Regions from separate parts of the Mus musculus genome. Here region 2 is linked to region 1. The links are chromatin contacts, called in public HiCAR-type maps. All regions are on one chromosome and are shown on one strand. The core of a region is the stretch at or near the end of the contact, and the rest is flanking DNA. Distances in the headings are between cores, read along the strand shown.

Evidence for each region. HiCAR-type assays count read pairs that join an accessible place to other places.
Region 2: a contact with region 1 is called in a HiCAR-type map of kidney, with 3 times the contacts expected there. The contact joins two enhancer-like sites. A contact is called at or near these places in 2 of 484 Hi-C or Micro-C datasets (Th1 cells and trophoblast stem cells) and 1 of 115 datasets of contacts at active chromatin or transcription factors (kidney).

What each region holds. Positions count from the first base shown.
Region 1 is chr10:44,479,765-44,483,076 of GRCm38.p6, reverse strand. It overlaps a transcript of Prdm1 not described here. Among named protein-coding and RNA genes, the nearest start is that of Prdm1, 23 kb to the right of the region's middle. Within about 2 kb of position 1,571, at least 7 of the 459 cell types and tissues checked have an H3K27ac peak or open chromatin away from gene starts, as enhancers often do. A contact at or near this core is called in kidney, where this site is marked.
Region 2 is chr10:44,860,212-44,863,523 of GRCm38.p6, reverse strand. No RefSeq gene overlaps it. Among named protein-coding and RNA genes, the nearest start is that of Gm40638, 81 kb to the left of the region's middle. Within about 2 kb of position 1,648, at least 37 of the 459 cell types and tissues checked have an H3K27ac peak or open chromatin away from gene starts, as enhancers often do. A contact at or near this core is called in kidney, where this site is marked.

The sequences.
Region 1 (3,312 bases), core at 322-2,821:
ACCACAACCTCCTCCGAAACATAGTCTACCTCTACTCTGTAGTTCCAGTTTTGAAAGCTACAGCTTGGCTTCTGTTTGAGAAGGATCCGGAGGTATGCAAGGGCCGCCTGGGACAATGGATGTGGATACAAAGTGCTCCAAAGAGGAATTCAGCAGTGTCCATTCAGAATAGCCAGAAAGTGTTCATCCGAAATTGCAGACAGCTGCTCGTGCTAAGTGGGATTTATCCTTAGAACTAGACAAGGAAATTTGTATTTCCTGTTTTAATTAGAAGGGACTTTCACAACATAAGAATAAAAGGCATGGTTTGCCCCAAAGACATGCATCTGCTTCATATAAAAATAAATGCATTCTAAGTGTGAGAAATTGCTTGAAGATGGCCATGATATTGGGAATATGCTGTGTATTTACTTTATAGTCATCTGAGGTTTTCTTTTCCAGTAAGGTTAAGAACCTCAAGAATTTTTATGACTGAGTTAGAGAAAAGAGCATGGCCAAACGCTGTCGTTCATGTTGTGTTGGTACGAAGAAGAAGAAGGAGAAGAAGAAAGAAGAAGAAGAAGAAGAAGAAGAAGAAGAAGAAGAAGAAGAAGAAGAAGAAGAAGAAGAAGAAGAAGAGGAAGAGGAATGCTTTTTGTCTCATACACCTGCCAACTATGTTCATGGAAGGGCTGTTCTTGTAACCCTGACAGGAAGCAGTGGAATTGATTTTTCACCGCAATTGTTGACTTGGGATACATAGTAAATGAAATATAAATCAGTAGGCAGGTGTGTGTGTGTGTGTCTGTGTCTGTCTGACTAACTCTGTGTCTGAGTGTTCAAGCTCCTGAATTTGAAAGGAAATATAGTGGCTTCCTGCACAACATTGATTTTTTTTTCTTTTTAATAACTTACTTTTCAGATATCAATGCAGAGAATGTCGAAAGGAAACCATGTGAGTCATTTTAAATTATTCACAATGACAAAATTTCTAGCAGAGCTGTAACTCATCTTTTGAAGTTAACATGGGCATAGTAACCATTTAGTCCTTCCTCTGTGTAATACTGTTCGTCTCTTTGGCTGGGGATTTTGGAGCTGGCATTGAACCCAATAAAAATCAGTTTTTATTCCTACATCCTTACTCTAAGAAAAGAAGCCTTGAGGCTTAAGGAGTGGGCCTGCTTTTTGTTGTACAGATGTAGGGAAGACAAAATTAGGATAGATATAGACTGAAAGTTATATTCTCCATGCTTTGTTCAAAGTGGGCAGAACTTAATGTAAATTACTTACAGTTGCCCTCTTTTTTAATGCTCCTACCTGGGCAGGAGGGAGCTTGTAGTTGTACAGGGTTAGGTTTGGAGCTCTTTGTGAGTCTTCTCTCTGTGGCAACCTCCTTCCAAGTATATACCACCCTCTGTCAAGATTTGCCACAAGCTCTTTTCATGCCTCATGTGATTCTCTGAAGAGCCTTCAAGTCTGTTGGAACTTCTCCAAGAGTGCAGCACGTGACAGAGATGTCTGTCCCAGAGCTGCGCGCGAGCGAGGAGGTCCAAGGTCCATGGAGCATAGTTTGTGCTCTGGTGAGGACTGCCTCCTGTCATGTGCTAGACTAATTCTCATGGCAGAAAGGGAGTAAGGAAGCTCTCTATTGTCCCTTGTAGGAGTCAGCTTATACCTCAGGGGGCTGTATTCTCATTCCCTCCTAATAAAGTCACATTGGGAAACAGGACTTCAACCTGTGAACTGGGGAGAAAAGCAGTTGATCATTGGGTTGGAAGACCTAGTGTGGTTTCAGGAATATTTGGCATCAAGTAAGAAGTGTTCTTGGGAAGAAAAAATGTGCTGGAAGGGAGCTGGGGTAGGAGGCGGCACTGTGTCATCCTGGTGTGATGTCAAACGTCCAGCTGATGGCTGAGAAGGAGACACAGGGAAAGAGGGGCCTCCATCATGTTGTAGATAACAAGAAGTGCAGCTAGAGAAGACAAGAGTGATCTTCAGTCCTTAAGGGGAAAGGCAGCAAGCCATGATATATCAGATCTCTGACGTCACATATGTCAAAAGATCTGAGGTTGGTATTGTAGTATAGAAATGTAATCTAATGGCAGTCACGGGAATGAGGAGAATCCTGAACCCCCAATTCACCAAAATAGCCATGCATTTATCTAGACTGTGGAAGTGGCTCTACCACCCAGAACCATGTGCCTTCCAGCAGGTTCAGTTCCTCTGCCATAAACCACCTGGTTCAGGAATGACCAGTTTCCCAGCCTCACCAGCACCTCCCTGTCTTCACTTCTGGTTGAATTTGCCTGCATAATGGTGTTACAATTGCATCCTGTCATGTAATGCTATTTCAAATATGACTCCTAGCATAGATTCTGAGCTCTTCTCCTCCATTTTATCCATTCCCTACAAGAAACGTGGACCTGGAGTCCCGGGAATGTATAATGTAGTATAGAACATGCTATGTCTTGTTTGACTTAAATGGCTTAATAAGGAAATCTAGGCTCAGAGACATTGAGTGATAGGCTCAAAGCTTTCAGCTAATTAGGGGCAGAGGTCTCCGTGCATGTCAGAGAGTTGGGGAGTTGTTAATGATATCCACCAGGCAATCTGAGCTCTGACCCAACCGTGATCAAGTTCTGCATTAAAGGATAGACTTGGAATTTAGATCTGTGTGAGAGGACTTGGAGTGAAGCAGATAGGCTTCAAAGCAACCAGGAGATGTGCTCAGGATAGCTCAGATCTCAGCAATCCCAACACATCTCACAGATCTTCCTAAGCAAAAGTAGCTGAAAATGGAGGGAAAAAAAATCAACTCTCCGTGAATTCCATACCATCATCAGTTTAAAAAAAAAAAAAAAGAGCCCATTGTCCATTTTTATTTCTTACCTTGAAATTTATAAATGTTGTTCTTATAGCTTTTATATCTGAAAAGTAGATCCTGGTCATTTCAAAACAGAACAGCTCCTAGATTCCAGTGTGCGTGTGCATGTGTTATATACAATACTTTTTGTTTTTTGATTTAAGTCCTAAAGGTAATTTTATATTTCTCTGATCTGTAGAAAACTGATCATGTTCGTTTCTTTTCTTTTGGGGAGGGAAAGTACATAACTCCTTTCTAAGGGAAATCCTGATGTAGAAGTTTCTATCTAGAACAGTCTTTCCACTGATCTGCATCCTGCAGAATGATGTGAGATTTATCTCCAGGGGAACTGGTGCCGCTGCAAGGGAAGCAGATGCCCACTAAGGTTATAGTAATGGCATGAGCACAGAACACGGGAGCCACTTAGTTCTTTCTAAGAGAAAAATGTCTTTCCTGATGAAGTGTCCCAA
Region 2 (3,312 bases), core at 399-2,898, 380 kb before region 1:
TCCTTGGAACTGAACTTGGTTTCTCTGCAAGAGCAGTACACAGTCTTAACTGCCAAGCCAAGCTGCAGCCCCGCAGCTGCTCTCTTGATTTTTGGATTAGAAGCAACTTTGAAGTTCATGAAGGAGTCATATGCAGAGAGCCCACAGGTAAGGATTATAACACTGTCTCCAGGCGCAGTGGATCTTGCTTCGAGGCTGGAGTTTGTGCTTTGGAAGGTGGGGAGGGTTTGTTTAACTCTGTGTCAGGCATAGAAACAAAGAGGGCTACACTTTAGTATGGGAGGACTTGTGCATCTGGAACTACCAAACAGAGTGTGAAAAAGCCATGGGCTTTGGTGACTTTCGGCTTCCTGGGGTTCTAGGTTGAAAACCAGTCACGTAGGAGACGAATAGAGCTGCCCTGGGGGTGAACAGTTCCTTTTCTCCCCGTGAGGTGGTTCTTCTCCTCGAGAACCACGAGACACTGAGTGAGTGCATTCTCTCCTGGAGCCAAATCGTTCCCATTTACTACTCTCTCCTTGGAACCTGGCTCTCTACCTTGGCCATGACCAATGCTCAAAAAGTGTTTGTTGAATAAAGAAATATCGTAAAGCAATCACCTTCTTACCTTCCCCTTTGTTGTCTAATAATTAAAAAAAAATCAATATGCCGCTTGCAGGAGCTTCAGAAAAATGTCTCCACCCAAAAGTTCCCCACAATCCAAATGGGCAAAAAAATTTCCATTTTAATTTTTAAATATCAGAAGAATGGAGTGACCACAGTTTATACATTTCCCTTCTATTCTCCTCAGGGCCTGCGTTGCTCATTTAAATGCAATTTGCTTTATGTTTGGGTCAGTGGCTTAAGTCAGGAGGTTCTTACAGTAACTCAGTACTGTTGAAACCCGAGAACCAGGCAAGCAGCAGCCGGGGATCCGTGCATACAGCTGACCTAGTGAAGTACCAGGCAGCCCCCAAATTTTGGACGCAGATTCTCTGCCTAACATGGAAACAGTTGGCAAACGCCCGAAAAAGCCAGAAGGCCAGTCTCGATGACTAGGGAGACTGTGAACCAGAAAACTTCCGCCTTGGTATTTGAAAACCACACAGTATTTTACAACATTCCTGCCTATTAACTGCTGGGAAGGGCACTACCTTATTGCCTTTTGCATAATGGAACCAATCTTTCCCCTCAGAGGCCCTGTGTTGCTTTGATCCAGTTCAAAGGACAGGGGAATGATGACTAAGGACCTTGGGAACCAGACTGAGGGAATCTTACAGACAGACTCAAGGGTTTGGGGGTGGGGGTTGTTGTTGGTTTTGTTTTGTTTTTTAACTGACGCATCATTTTGATAAACAATCCCTATAGTCTGCGCACTTATCAGATTCCTCACCCAAATATTTGCTATTTATAAAACAATCAAGGAAACAGACTTGTGTTTATTATTCCTAAATCAGCAGCGGTTTGATGAATTAAAAACAGTCTTACTTTTTCCTCTTTCTTCTCCTCCACTAGCCTCCTGTAAAAGTGCCAAGATTATACACCCAACTCTCTCTTTAAACAGTAAAAACAAAAAATAAGAGTGACCTCCATGACCTGTACATTGCCTCTGCAAAGGGTACAGGTTGGGCCAACAGCCAAGCCCCACAAGCACTAGAGGTCGATGTTTGGAACTGATTGGGTCGGAAAGGGATGCAGTCCATGTCTGTTTCCGGTTCACAGAGGCCTCGACGTCACTACATAGTTTGGATGTCTGACTAGCTTCCTGACTTTGAGAGTCTCTTTCTTTAAACACGAGGGACCAACTCTGGAGAGGAAAGAGAAGACAACACGCAAGAGTCTGGCTCCCCTGGCAGCCACTCTCAGGATGGCTCCTCTCGACGAGATTTAAACAGAATGATGTGGATAGTGTTCTGGGAGGAGGACGGAGTGCCCACACGCATGCTCAGAGCCCCTTAGTATGGAAGGCCACAACTAGGCAGCATACGTTTTAGGAAGCCGCCTCTTCATGACATAGTGCTTCAAGTTTAGAAAACCCCTCTGAAGCTAAATCATCTCTACCCTGTGCCAAGATGGATGCATTCCTGTTTTACACACGTGAGACAAACGTAAACACAACTAAATTCCTTTCTAAAGGAGACAAACTGGCCAGATCATCAGGAGAAGGGAACTAAAGAATTGCAGTGGAAAGATAACCATAGCAAGATTCCAGGCCTGCTGGGACTGTCCCTTGCCCAGAGCTGCCCCAAAGCTCAGCATACGTGTGTCTACACTTACGCCTTTGTTGAGTGCTCCTGACTTGGTCTTTCCACTCATAAGTATGCTAATAGGAGGAACGGTAAGCTTTTTCTGCGGTTACAGCTCTTGTTCTGTTGCTCTTCCTCTAGAACCTGCTACCCTGCCTTAAAAACTGCTTTCTGCTCTGCCAAGGTGACTCTACCTTCATATGGTAGGAAAGCTCTTTTTTGGTTTGGCTAAGCATTCCATAGAAATTCCATAGAAAATGGTAGGAGGTACAGCCATGAACCATGAATCTGTCTTCGTGTGTGTGTGTGTGTGTGTGTGTGTGTGTGTGTGTGTGTGTGTGTGCTAGTGTGGTATGTGTGTATGTAGATGCAACTTGCTGACTATAAGGTGCTGTGGATATTTATAAGAAAGAACATATGATGACCAAAGCTCACATTCACTGTTACAAAAAGCTCATGATCCTAAGAAAAACTTCAGCAAATGTGGCAGAGCCTAAGAGGAAGGAGTGCTTTCTACTCACAAAATACAATACAAGCAGCCAGGATGGCACAGTGGCCACAAGGAGGTTTTGAACTCCAGTGAAACTCAAAACCAGATTTAGGGGGCAAGTGGGCGGGGACATGTTTGTGTTGGAGGGGACATGTTTGGGTTGGAGGGGACATGTTTGTGTTGTTTTCTCTTAAAGCACAATGGAATAACCAGGGAAGCTAGCCCATTAGGAAGCTACCTGAGGCTAGCTCAAATTATGTTCAGGAATTTTTGCCTGGAACTGCACTGCTTTATTGTCTGCAATGACACATGTTTCCTAGGATGCCATTGGCTAATGCCATGGATGTCAAAAAAAAAAAAAAATCAGCATGGAACCATTAGTGACTGGCATCCTAGGACTTGTCTTCCATTGAAAAGTTACAGTACTTATCTTAGTTCTATTTCTGTACATTTTAGGACAGCATGAGATTACTCCCTTCATGCTATCATGATACCAAATATAATGTATATGATTAGAGATGAGCAGTGTCTAATTTAACCCCTAAATCAAATAGCTTCTTCATTTAATACTTTGGCACATGAATACCTCTGACAGAA